2 separate regions of the Callithrix jacchus genome follow, and region 2 is linked to region 1. A link is a contact called in public Hi-C data. All regions are on one chromosome and are shown on one strand. The core of a region is the stretch at or near the end of the contact, and the rest is flanking DNA. Distances in the headings are between cores, read along the strand shown. Region 1 holds the start of ARHGAP29 (Rho GTPase activating protein 29). Region 2 has its middle 80 kb from the start of ARHGAP29.

Region 1 (6,917 bases), core at 2,025-4,524:
GTTTTCCAAATATTTCCAAATGTCATCATCCTCTAGATGAAGGATGGCAGATAATGTATTTCTTTAAAGGTTTAAGAGAAGGATTGAGATTGAGAGACTTCTCAAAATTTCCCTCCAACAACCTTTATTTAACCATCTAACTAACATTCCTTGATCCCCAAACAGGCAACTATTTTGACTCTGTGTCAGGTCCTCTGCACAATAGTTGGCTGTTTTGTTATGATGGCTTAGAGGTAGATCTGGTTTGGGGGGTGTTGAGAATAACCCAGAGCAGATAGGAGAGACAGACTTTTCCTCCTTGAGCTCCCTGAGAGTTGTCCGGACCCACTCTCCTTAGCCTTCAGAATCTTTTCTTTATCCCTCATTGATGTCCTTCAGTTTTGAGTCATTGGTGGGTGATTGTCCATGGTGCACCATTCTCTGGTGGAGTATGAAGGAATGTTTGTTTTTTAGGTGTCTTCAGTACTGCTTGTCATATTAGTACGTTAGGTTTGAGGCCTAATGGATACATTTTTTTTTTTAATTTTAAAATTAAGTCTAAAAATTATTGTAAAAGCAGGTAATCAAGGAGTCTTGGATTCTTATACAGCCTTGGGCTAACTGGCTTCATTTCCCCCAGAACTGTTTGCATGTGAGAAGTGGCCCTCTTTGCTTTCTGTATCAGTGGGTAGTCTCCATCACCTCTGTTAGTCTCTTTTATCTTCCTTGTCTCTCTCTCATTTTCTCTTTCTCTGCTTCTCCTTGTCTCTGCATATTTCTTTGTTCTCTCCCTCTTGTCTTTTTTCTCCTCTACACTTGTCTCTCTCTCTCCTTCTCACACCTCCTTTTGTCTCTCTTTCCTGCTTTTCTCTCCCTTGTTGTGAGTTCCCTTCTGCCTTGTCACACCCCCACCTCCGTCCATATACCCTTTCTCTCTATCAGGAACTTGTTGATGATTTTTGTCAGTGATGCTTCCAGTTCCATTTTAATCAGCAACAAAATCCTCTTTATTAAGGGTAATGATGTATAAGTGCAAAATAATATATTTTTATTTATTTATTTATTTACTTTTTTGAGATGGAGTCTCTGTCACCTGAGCTGGAGTGCAATGGTGTGATCTCAGGTCACTGCAGCAACCTTCGCCTCCGGGTTCAAGTGATTCTCCTGCCTCAGCTTCCTGAGTAGCTGGGATTACAGGCACACACCACCGCACCCAGCTAATTTTTTTTTTTTTTTTTTTTTTTAGTTGCGATGGGGTTTCACTATGTTGACCAGACTGGTCTCAAACTCCTGACCTCCCAAAGTGCTGGGATTATAGGCATGAGCCACCACACTCTGCCAAAATATTATATTTTAAAATAGACTTAATAGGGTGTTTGAGGTTGAGGGACTTCCTCAAAAATTTCCTTCCAAAAACCTTATTTATGATTGAATCATGGTTGCACTGTTCAGCCTCCTCTTGGCTTGGAGACTCCTTTGTTTCCTCTTTTTAGTTTGCTTCAGTCCAGGCATCATTAGTTTCCATAGTGAGAGTCCTTGGTGCTGTTTTCTTTTTCAGCATGATTAGAAGGAAGTTTCGTTTTGAGGTTTCCTGAGTATTTGTGGCAGGACTTTGGTCCTATTATTTTTGGGGTTTGAGGGGAAAATTTGTGTAAGTTGGGCCCGATAAATCCAGTATGGTGCCAAAGTAACCAAGGAGTTGAGATTTCTTATTTATCTTTTCTAAGTAGCACCTGAGGAGCCAAATGTGTTGTATTAGCATTGTTTTTCCTGTAAGCGTTCAAAGTTATGTGAGGTGTCCCTCTTTCTTTGTCAATGAGTATTTTCTCTCACCCCACTACTCTACTTTTGGTTCTGTCATGCTCACTTCCTTTTCTGTTTGTTAAGTGGGTAGTCTCTCCTTTCATATTTCTTATTTTATCTTTTTGCCTTCACTTGTTTCTGCCGTCCTTGATTTTCCTCTCTCTTCCTGTGTCTGTACCTCGTTTTCTTTCCACTTCTCCTCAGCACATTCTCCTTTTTCTTTTTCTCCCTGTGTGATCATTTTTCTCTCTGACCCCAGCACTACCCACAGTCTCCCTCCCCATGTTTTATCCTCTGTTTGTCCATGAGTTCTTTCTGAATGTTCCAGCACTGAGATAAGTGCCATCACTTGTTCCAGCAAGTGGTGTGATATGGGGGCTATGTGCTTTCCTGCTTCTGCTCCTTGCTAAAATTATTCCATCTTTCTCAGACTTTTTTTTTCTCCCTTATTATGAGGTGAGTTTGAGAGTCCAGTTAAGAAAGAAAGGGCTGGGCACAGTGGCTCATGCCTGTAATTCCAGCACTTTGGGAGGCTGAGGCAGGTGGATCACCTGAGGTCAGGAGTTCGAGACCAGCTTGGCCAATGTGGTGGAAACCCCTCTCTACTAAAAGTGCAAAAATTAGCTGGGCATGGTAATGAGCGCCTGTAATCCCAGCTATTCCGGAGGCTGAGGTGGGAGAATTTTTTTTTTTTTTTTTTTTTTGAGGCGGAGTTTCTCTCTTGTTACCCAGGCTGGAGTGCAATGGCGCGATATCTGCTCACGGCAACCTCCGCCTCCTGGGTTCAGGCAATTCTCCTGCCTCAGCCTCCTGAAGTAGCTGGGATTACAGGCATGCGCCACCATGCCCAGCTAATTTTTTGTATTTTTAGTAAAGACGGGGTTTCACCATGTTGACCGGGATGGTCTCGATCTCTTGACCTCGTGATCCACCGCGCCCAGCCGAGGTGGGAGAATTAATTGAGCCCGGAAAGCAGAGGTTGCAGTGAGCCAAGATCACCCCATTGCACTCCAGCCTGGGCAACAGAGCGAGACTTCATCCCCCACCCGCCAAGAAAAGACAGAGAGGCCTAAATACTACCCTCCATAGAGGGCAGAGGGGCAGAGTAGATGGCTGGTTTTGAGGTAGTTCATTTTTCATTCAGAAGAGTGGCGCCCTTCCCCAACCCCTCGGAGAGGGAGGAAAACGGTGGTCCACGGAAGTGCCTCATAAGAAGTGTAGACTAGTTATCTGAGAAAGCCATAAACCACATCTAATCCTCAGGTGACTTTTCTCTGAGTCGCTCTGCCTGCCCCTCTGCAAGCCAAAAGGGCGGCTGACACGGTCCACGTTGTTGGGACAGCTTCAGGCCTGCCGCAGCTGACGGCCGAGTTCCTAGAGCCAGCTAGCAGTCGCCCCCACCTGCTGCGGTCGGCGGCCCCGCCCCTGGGTGCGCGGGCCAATGGGCTGGGCTCCAGGGGGCGGGGCGGTGGCAGTAGCTGTTGGGGCGGCGGCAGTTGTGTGGTGGCGGTGGCAGTGGTGGCGGTGGTGGTGGCGGTGGCGGCGCGGCGGCTTGGCCGGGCGTCCGCGGGCCGTGGGGGATGGGGGCGGCTAGCTCCAGCCCTCCACGGCGGCAGCGGCAGTAGGTGTTGGGCGGGCGTCCACATCCGGGACGCGGGATGGAGCGCCGTGGTGAGTGTGGGGAGTTGGCGCTCGCTCTGGCCGCTGCGATTTTGGTTCTGGGCTGGGGCGGTCCCCGCGAGCGCTCACGAGTTGCGGTCCAGGGTCCGGGAGGCCTGCGGGGCGGCCGGGAGCGGAAGCGGTTGCGTGCTGTGCTGGGGACGGGTGTCCTCGGGAAGGGTCCGGCTGGGTCGAGGGGTGCCCCGGGTGAGGCAGGCGAGGACGAGCCGAGTAGGACGCGAGCGGTGGCCGGGAGCAGACGGTGACGATCGTAATTAAAGTTAACACACAGCGCGTACCACGGTCAGCCTGCTGTTCTGAAGGCTTTGCCCATTTTAACTCTTTTAATGTTCACGACAGTCCATGACTGTTGGACTCGGTTTTCACACGGGGAAATCGAGGTTTAAAACATGGCCAAACACACAGACTAGTGGTTGGCAGCGTTGGGACCTAAACTCAGGCGCTTTTGCTCTGGAATCCGTGCTCCTGACCTCTACGCGTCTGGGTTCTTGTCTGGATTCCACTCCCGCTCCCACCTGCCCTGATTACAGTCCTCACTCCAATTGGGCTCTCATTTCTGAGATATTTTAGGATTATGCATTGTTCTCCTGGTCTCTGTCTTTTGGTTTTCGTTTCGCGTTTTACTGAATCTTGCAGGTTTGTCCCAGTTCAATTGTGGACGTGTTTTGGGGTTTGACAGTTTTAATTAAAAACATTTTTTGGACGTGTGAGCTGGAGTCGGTGGTTTCAAGTTGGAGCACTCGTGACTGACGAGCCTCTTGTCTCTATATGTTGATCTTTTCTAAACTGTGTTTCTCTGAGGGTATTGGCCCGAAACCTTTTTTGGAGGGCAGAGTGAGCTTTCCTTCCCTTCTCTCCATCTGTCACTGTGACTGTATCTCTTGTCTGTGGTTTATCTTTCGTCCGTCGCTACCAACGTCGGCTCTTCATTTTGGTTGCTCCATTCTTCCCTCTTTAAATCCTTGGTTAAGGAACGTGCTCTTTGGCAATGGGTAGTTTTGGCTGGCCAAAGGACTGCACTGCCTGCCAGGAATGCTGGACATTCTGGAGGTGTGGGATACTGGGCAGCTTCCTCTTTTTAAAGCGTGCTAGGTTCAAACTGTACAAAAATGAAGTGCATATGTATTGCATGCCTTCCTTTACAATTTGTTTACATAGTATGGATAAAACTCTTTCTCACATGTCCCTATTTTGTTTTAGTGGAGAGTGCTTTTTAAAACTATAAAGATTTAAGCGTCATTTCAGAATGAGATCTTCTAATTTTTTTTAGCCTCTTAATGCTTTAGATTCTTGCCAAATCCGAAATTGTGCTGAAATAGCAGATTTCTGAAATATCTGGCAATTTTTCCTCAAGAAGAAATGGTAAAATGAGAAATAATAAACATAGATATTTGAGGCAGTTTTGCACTTCAATTAGAAAGCCTAAAATGAAACTACTGCCATAATGTGCATTTGGCAGGGGGTATGCATGGGGCAGCGGACATTTGATTGACACAGGCTCCTGGAGTTGTGGGGGATAGGAAATTTGTGTCTACATTTCTAATGCACATATTACTTAGATTTACAACATACAATGCGAGTAGTTTTGCATGATAATTTTCTTCTTGCTGCGGAATTCTTTGAGAAGTGGATAATACATGTTTTTAATGTTGGTTTTAAGTTGAAAGAGATGCACCAGAATTAGTGTGTCACAAATCTTTTGCACAAGTATATTTGCACAGTTCAGATTTCACTTGGAAGCTTTTAGTAGGTTTCCAGAGTCAGTTAAGTTTCTACAATTGTTTCCAGTCCTGTATTTCTTGCTCACAGTCCGCAAATGTATTGTAGTGAAGCCCCATCTTGTTTGAAAACAATTTCCCTCGGTAAGCACTGCTAGTCATAATGACTAAGTAACTGAGTCTATGATGAACCAGGCACTCTGCTAAGTACTTTGCATTCATCAGTACTTATTAAATTAAGTTGCCAGTTGCAGTCTGTTAGTAACTACATATTATGTTACTGCCAAGAAGAGAATATTCATTTTAGCACATGAGAAAGTAGTGTATATGATGTTGAAAAGTGTATATTGCCCCAGCTTCTCATCATAGTTCATTTATGAAAGCTTGGATTAAGTTTGTTATTTTAAACATTTTTTTTCAATTGTAATGGTTCCTTACTTTGGAATATGAAAAATAGTAATATATAACAAAATTATTATAATGCTGACTAGAGGTAGAGTATAATCGTTTTTTTATAAGAGAAGAAGAGCCCCTCTTCTCCTTGCCATGTGTTTTTCATTGTTTGTTTTTTGCAGATTTTTAAAGTCTTGTCTAAAAATGTTCCAGCATTTTTGAAACACTTTAAAAGTTTGGGTTACTCTTTTACATGAAATTAATTAAAGTAAATTATTTCTACTAAAATAGGTAAATTGCTTTAATGTCTTTAATTTTTGTAACCATCTTTACCACTGTCAGTGACTAGTTCTCTAATTTACTAAGTTTAAAAGCTGTCAGAACTAAACAGAATGATTTTATTAAGTAAACTGCAAAAGTGATGTTTTGTTACGCGAATAGCCTTTTTGGTTACTGATTTGTAAAAGAGCTGCCCAAACAAGGCACTTTGAATTTTTGTTTTGTTTTTGTTGATGAGAAGGAAGACTTAGTTATAATACTAATGCTCAAAAATTGCCCTGAATTCATTATAGAAATGATGTACACATTTAAGGATTAATGTTAGATAGATTTGAAACTAGTTTAAGTGTAGAAATTAGATTCTCAGAAATAATTTGAGATTAGCAAAAGGATATTGAATAAACAAACTTTAAAAATTATTAAAATGTGGGGTCCCCTGATTAATAATCAGGAGGAGCAATAATAGAAACCCAACTTTGATTTCAGTTTTATGTAATCTTCCCTCAGCTTCATATGCTTTTCTTTTTGAAACATACCATTTTAGAGAGTTTTTTAAAAATTTATATTTTCGGCTGGGCGCAGTGGCTCATGCCTGTAATTCCAGCACTTTGGGAGGCTGAGGCGTTGGATCACAAGTTCAGGAGAGCGAGACCAGCCTGGCCAACATGGTGAAACCCTGTTTCTACTAAAGCAGAAAAAATTAGCCAGGCATGGTGGCATGCGCCTGTAGTCCCAACTACTTGGTAAGCTGAGGAAGAAGAATCAAACCTGGGAGGCAGAGGTTGCAGTGAGTCGAGATCATGCCATTGTGCTTTAGCTTGGTGACAGTGGTGACAGAGCAAGACTCCATTTCAAAAAAAAACCATATATATATATTTTTTTTTTCACTTCAGAACATTGGAACAACCCGGAGTTATTTTTGTTCTTTAAAAATTAATTGAAACTTTATAAGTTTATACGCCTATTCTTTTTGTAAATTTATTATTCATTCTGCAGATAATTATAAGTAGTTCATTTCTCATATGCCAAGCATTGTGCTATGAGCAGAGAACACATGGTTAGCAA
Region 2 (7,029 bases), core at 2,120-4,619, 80 kb before region 1:
GAGATCGAGATTCTCTTGCTCATGCATACAATGCATTGCAATTATACAATGCATGTGTGACAGATGCCACTAGCTTTCTGGTCATTGGATGCCCAAGCTATGGGTACTTTTGCATCTATGCTGATGTCAGCATCTCAAGGGCATGAGGACTGTTTAATCTGCCCCAATCCTTTCTGATCAGTCCGTAGTCTATGATGTTGGTTAACAAATGCCATTTGCAGAATATGATGATGTTGCTAATAGATGTCCATTTATTTATTTTATCTATAAATTCTAGTATAGTGGCCAAAATTCAAAAGTCTAAAAAATTCTATAAGAATTTTATTCAAGAGGTCACTTTTCCTAAAGTTTGATTGTTTTGTCTGCTGAACTCATATATTTCTAGGTATTTGGTAATTCCACCTTGATTGCTTTATCTATACTTTAAATATTTCAATTGCTCCCAAATTGCAAGGCTAGCAATTTTCTTCTTCCTCCCTAGTCCATTTTTTTATTTGAAAGGTACTAAATTTACTTGGCTCTGTTTTCTCCAGGTATCTCTGTGATTCCTAGGAGCCATCCAAATGCTGCCTGAAGGCAGTATTAATCTCTGCAGCTTTTTCTTCCCACTCAGGAGTTGTCTTTTCTTGAGTTATCTTAATTTATTGGAAGAGAATTCCTCATTGCTCTTGATTTATCTCTCTCTGACACTGTTTCCACTTCTGGTACATTTTATTGGACTCATGGAGGCAAGACCAAAAACTTAAACTAAATAAATTAAAATAAAACTGAGTTTAATGTTTCAAGTTCTTGGATGCTCCTCCTTACCCACAATCACTTTAAGATATTTAAAGAATCTTGTATCACTGAGGCATTTTCTAAGGCTGTCTTCCATCACTGTCTACTTCACATTTTTTTTTTTCAGTTCACTTTTAAAGCCTTTTAGTTTTGTTTCAAATGCTCCCACCATTTTCTTCTTTCTAAGTGTGCTGACTTTATAAACCATGAGCCTTCCATTTTCCCATGGTGACTTTTAATCATTCTCTTCTGTGTGACACTTCTTCATTTATTAGTCTGAGCAGTTAATTAATTTCCTGGACACAGGATTTATAAGAATCTTTAATTTGCCTTATTATCCACTCTGTTTCCTCAATCAACCCTTTGTAATAGTATCTTCTTTTTCTCATCCTACTTAGCATCTTCATTCCACTTCATTCTACATAATCAACTCTCCCCCTTCTTTTGAATGACCCTTTGCTGCTGTGATCTATCTTTTTTTGCCTTTCTCTTCATGATTTTAGCATCTTGGTCGGTTAAAGAAGATCTTAGCTTTTTGCCTGTTGATCTTTAGGATTGAAGTAAAAGACAATTTAATTTGGGGCTCATAGCGCATCTTCTCTTGTGCCCAAAATCATGTGTGACAAGCTCATAGATTTTTTAAATAAGCAAATTTTAATTTTTGTAAAACAATCATACTTTTTTCTCTCATTTTCTATTAGTTATAGGACATTTCATCCCCTGCGGTCATCTCTATAGTCATCAAAATTGTTTTTAAACACTTTTACATGTTTTCCTTTAAACTATTTCATTTTCATGAACACTTTCTACTTGGTCTTAAACCATCCACACTTGCTGATACTTGTGCTTTAAGTGTCTCTTCTCATGTTTCTGATGGAAATATTTTGCTAATTTATAGAAGCTTAACCTTCTTTTTAGGAGGGTTAGCTTTTTCTAACTAATTAGGCAGTCATTCTTATCTGGAATTCATCATATTCGTGGCACAATCTCAAAGAGCTTCATGAATAAAGATAGCTGCCTTGGAGTTAGACACTCCAAGGCATGAAGGGGTTAAATTATGAGCGCGGCGACCTAACAATAAGGAAGGAATGGAACTTGGAGAAGCCAGCATTCTTAAGTCACTTCTCCAGTCCCTCTCGCCCCGCCCCCGCCAGTTCATCTCTTTTGTTGCTGGCTGGTTTCCTCTGATTGTAATTCATTCTGTATTCCTTCCTGCCTCTCTGTCTTGGCTAATTGTTCTTTCCCACACTACAGGGCTTTAATTTCCTCAAGTTAATCGCCTTATCGCCGGACTTTACACTTCCTCAGCTCTTCTGGGCCGGTATCCCGCTCACCACTGACTTTTGGTGACCCTGGCCCGGCTGCTTAATTTCCACTCTACCTTAGTTTGCTGATCCCTGAAGTGGGACTCTTACTTCTCCCACTCCTCCCGAGGCAGCTGCATCAGAGTCCAGTCATTTTAGGATAGTTTTGCCAATAAAGAACTATGTCTGAGCTTGTGATGATTTTCATGGACATTCCAGTGAGTTCCACCAGCAAAGCTGGAAGCTCCCACGATAGGCCATCATTCTCTCCTCTAGATCACTACATTCCCCCAAACGGGCTTTTGGTTCTGTTTATCCTTGTTTTTAACTTTGAAAGGAAATCCAGCAATACAAATTCTAATTTGCCCTGAGTAGTACATTCACTGACAAGTAATTTTCTCCATGCTTTAAAAGTCTGAGTGACGTTTTGAGCAAAACCACTAGCTCAGAAAAGTCTTCATGACATGGTGCTGACCTACCTAGAATCCCATCAAATGCACACACTCATCTATTTTCTTTACATTAGGTTAAGAGGGAATCTTAATTTTCCAAAACTACAATCCGTGACTTTTAAAAATCTTTTGTCGTTATCACCTTGTGAGAGGAGGGAATTCGTTATTAAATACAGACCACTTTGCATTAATTCCAGGGCATAAAGAGTTAAAGGGAACACACAAACCCAGTTGGTGCTATTTTGTTTTATTTTCCTGTTATGGGAGGGATCCTTCCTTTTCTTCTTAGTGCCTGGGGCTGGGGAATGAAGTGTCCTCTGCCTAAGGAGGTGGAGTGGAGGCCTTTGCTTTAAGACCAGGGTTCTGATTACACCTGACAGGGCTGAAACTTGATGCCCACAGAGCTTACTGGTATCTTATCTTCTTCCACCCGCCAGGATTACAGCAGGAATGTAATAGAGGTTGTCACTGATTTAGTTTGTATGTGCTTAGTATGTAAACAAAAAAAGCAAATACAAAAACAAAATTCTTTTTTGTCCTCCTTGAAATTAGCTCCAGGGAGAGTTCTTTCCATCTTTTTAAAAATGCTGGTCAACATGAGGAGTTTTGTTCTCAAGGCTAAATCTTAATGCTTCTGCGGGGAGTCTCATGGTTCAAGAATAATCACATTTAATAAAAAGTCTGCCTCAGAAAAAGATTCACAGAACCTGAGCTGTGGCAGTGATTTTGTGGTATTTGGAACCATGTCTATAAAAATATTTGTACACCAGATGGTGGATTGTTCGACGCATTCATCCCAAACCAAAAGATTTTTTTTAAAACTCATACACAAACCAAACACTGTGGGGGTGGGGGGATCATTAATTTTTTTTCCCCAGTCATGCTGCATGAGTAATGGTAAAGGCAACAGCTAAAACAATAAGATTACTGTGTTGAATTCTTAATGCATTGTCAGGTATAAAGACTTCAAGTAGTGCTGAAAATATTTTCTCCCTCTGAATAACACATACCTCACATACAACTCACTTTGACAGTTTACCAAGTGTACATGTTTTCTAAAACACAAAATCATCTTGCTGATGGAGGAAGCTATACGGGGTGACCTACACAAAACTGGATTGGGAAGTATCCAAATTAAACATGAAGCCAACAGCCTAGGGCCCCAGAGATTAATCCAACGTGACTTTTTCTCTGCAGATTGATTTCATTTTTAACAGTCAATTCTCAATTAACTACTCTAATGAGTAGGGAGGTATATATGAAAAAACCAAAGCAGGATAACAGAAAATTAACTGTGCAGTATCTAATGTTGGTGGAAGGGTTGTTATCTATGTCCCACACCGTGGCCACCGCACGGGCCTTGTTGTCATTTGTTGTCATGTTACAGCAAACACAAACAATTTCCTGAAGGAAATCTGGCTGCTACTAATGGTTACACCATAGTCTGCCTCTTTGAGGACGTAGGTCTATACAAGCACCTGGCCTGGTTAGGAACCTTCACTTTCACAAGTGGTTGCCAAGTTCTTAGGTGTAGATCTGCATCTAATCAGACGTATAGAGTTTCAGTTGTACCTGCCAGGCGATTTATCCTTGACTTCTCTGTTGCTTAATTCTTATGAAAATTTGACCGCAGAAGACAACATTTAGGGAGAGATACAGGCCATCTTTTCTTTCTTTCCCTTCCTTCCTTCCTTCCTCCCTCCTTCATTCCTTCCCTCCCTCCCACCTTCCTTCCTTCCTTCCTTCCTTCCTTCCTTCCTTCCTTCCTTCCTTCCTTCCTTCCTCCCTCCCTCCCTCCCTCCCTCCCTTCCTTCCTTCCCTCCCTCTCTCTTTCTTTCTCTCCTTCCTTCCTTCCTTGTTTTCTCTCTTTCTTTCTTTCTTTTTGGAGTCTCGCTCTGTCTCTCAGGCTGGAGTGAAGTGGCAGTGATCACAGCTCACTGCAGCCTCAGCCTCTTGGGCTCAAGCAATCCTCCTGCCTCAGCCTCCTGAGTAGCTGGGACCACAGGCATGAGCCACCATGCCCAGCTAATTTTTACGTTTATTTATAGAGAGAGGGTCTCCCTATGTTGCCCAGGCTGGTCTTGAATTCCTGAGTTCAAGTAATTTTCCCACCTTGACCTCCCAAAGTGCTGGCATTACAAGTGTAAGTCACCACACTTGGCCTTCTTTTAGATATTTTAAACTTTATCTGTGGATCAAGTCAGCTGATTAAAGAACTTCATTTCTGAACTGCGTCATGTCATCCCCTCAGAGAACTGAATTTTAATGGACCTCATTTAGGCATTAGGCCCTAAGTTAAAGGCTCCTTGAGTGACACTATAAAAATCAGCTATTGGAAACTCATCTACTGTAAATGTTATTCATGACATCAGTGTCCCTTTTGAAGACGTCTCAAGGCTCCTGAGCCCTTGGTATGTATCTTATAAAACATCATGAATCCTCATGAATCCTATAACTGGTCTGTTTTCTTCATTGCTCAGAGCTAAATTGATGATCCCCTTTAGAAACTGCATGAGTCTTCACGGTGGGAATTTCCATGTAGTGAGTGCTCTTATTTCTGTTTCACTTTACTGCCTTGCTTGTATTTTTCTCTTTGTTCTAGTTAATTTCTTTTGTTTCAGTCATATTGCATGATTTTTATGTTACCTAAAATGCATGTCGAATGAGGTGGCAATTTGAAATTGTTAAATCATTCTTATGGCATTTCCTTAGCAAACAGCAATAAAAATATACCCTTGGAGTGTAAGGAAGGAAAAATTTCTCACCCATCACTGGGTTCTTGGCTGAGGCATCTATAACAAAAGACAGATTAACAAAAGAAAAGCATATACATTTATTTAATATATAAGTTGTATATGGCATAGCTTCAGAAATGAAGATCCAAAGAGACAGAGAAACCTGTGCATTTTCATGCTAAGTTTGATGAATAAGTGGATGATTGTGGAGATGATTAGACAAAGGCCACATGATCTAATGCTAATAAACTGGGGGGAACTTAGCAAGGCTTGTTTGTTCAGATTCTTCTCTGTGTTTCTGTGTCTTCAAAGATAGGGGTGTTCCTTTCCCCTGGCTATAAGGTGGACACCTTGGGAAAAAGCCTGCTTCTAGGAGAAGGGCAAGGGGAGGGTGAATGTAACCTTCCCAGTGCTGGGCACATTGCTGAAGTGCCAAGATGCCATATTTTGAGGTAGTGTGTCCTGAACCGTATAAGGAGATACTCCCAAAAGTATAAATCATTTTTGAGAAAAATTTAAGGATGTTTTAATTAACCCAAATAATTGGGAATTTGATATCCAATGACACCTTAATGAACAAACCCTCAGGACAAATCTAGTTTTAATTCATTTGACTGAGTGGCAGAGTAAATTGAAGGACATGCTGATCTCAGATAGGAAGGTACCATCACTGGACGGGAAATGTTCCTTAAAAGGACACATTTGGGCCAAGGACAGAAACCAAGGCCTGCTTCATCTGAAAAAGTGAAGGAGGAAGGGAATTCATTCCCCATAACACAATTTAATGCTTTACCCCGCTTTAAAAAATCTTGTTTAAGTGTTATTCATGACATCAGTGTCCCTTTTGAGGAATACTAAAATAAATACTAAATGATAAAATAATACTATATTATTACACTTAAATTTAACCAGGACATAACATGATAATGGAGCTTCTATTCATCCTTGATAATGGAGCTTTTTTATGCCGATAAAGTCTACCGAATACATTCAGCAACGTGCCCAGCACTGGGGATAAATCAGCGAGTCAGAATCCCTGTCCTCAACACCTGCTTTGAGCCCTTTTCTTTGCTTATTCATTCAAACAGTATTTATTAAGTATCTGAAGGGAGAGCTCTAAGTATAATTTTGGGAGGGCATCTAAGTTACAATGGACCAGGGGCAGCAAAAAAAAAGAAAAGCCCACCAGAGGAGGTAACATTTAGATTGAGATTCGAAGGATGAGGAGTTGGTCAAGAGACAGAGAAGAAAATACAGTACTGAGGATGAAACAGTGTGTGAAGCCAGGAGGTGGGGAGGAGACTGCAGGGGCAGCTGGAGATCTATGTGGGAGGGCCATGGGGTGAGAGGGTGTTGGGTGAGGTCATAATGTGGAAGGCATTTCCTCTTCTCCCAAATGGTCTCATGGCCAAACCTTTCACCTCCTCCAAGCCTTTGCTACACCCACCTCCTCAACGAGGCCTCCCCTTCAATCCTGTCTCAGTTGCAACACCCCCTTGCTCCAATTAGTTTTCGTTGCATCTATCACCTTCTAACACAGAAATAATATTTATTCATTATGTTTCTTGTTTATCTCCCCCATCTTACTCCTACCTCCCTCTAAGCTTTAGGAAGGCAGAAAATGTTGTCTGTTTTGTTTACTGACATATCCTCAACATATTAAACAGCGATCGGCCTTCAGTAGGTCTTCAATCAATAGCCGTTAAATGGAATTGAATTGAAACTTGATGAATGTTTTCAGCAAGGATGTGGCCTTATCTC

The links. A called contact is a pair of places that touch in the nucleus more often than the background predicts.
Region 2: a contact with region 1 is called in a Hi-C map of skeletal muscle, with 4 times the contacts expected there. The contact joins the enhancer-like site here to the promoter of ARHGAP29 in region 1. A contact is called at or near these places in 2 of 3 Hi-C or Micro-C datasets (both in skeletal muscle).

The regions. Positions count from the first base shown.
Region 1 is chr7:132,105,808-132,112,724 of calJac240_pri, reverse strand. It overlaps ARHGAP29 (Rho GTPase activating protein 29), which reads left to right and starts at 3,274. Exons shown (of 23, transcript XM_078332569.1): 1 at 3,274-3,453.
Region 2 is chr7:132,186,076-132,193,104 of calJac240_pri, reverse strand. No RefSeq gene overlaps it. Among named protein-coding and RNA genes, the nearest start is that of ARHGAP29, 80 kb to the right of the region's middle. Within about 2 kb of position 3,369, at least 4 of the 16 cell types and tissues checked have an H3K27ac peak or open chromatin away from gene starts, as enhancers often do. A contact at or near this core is called in skeletal muscle, where this site is marked.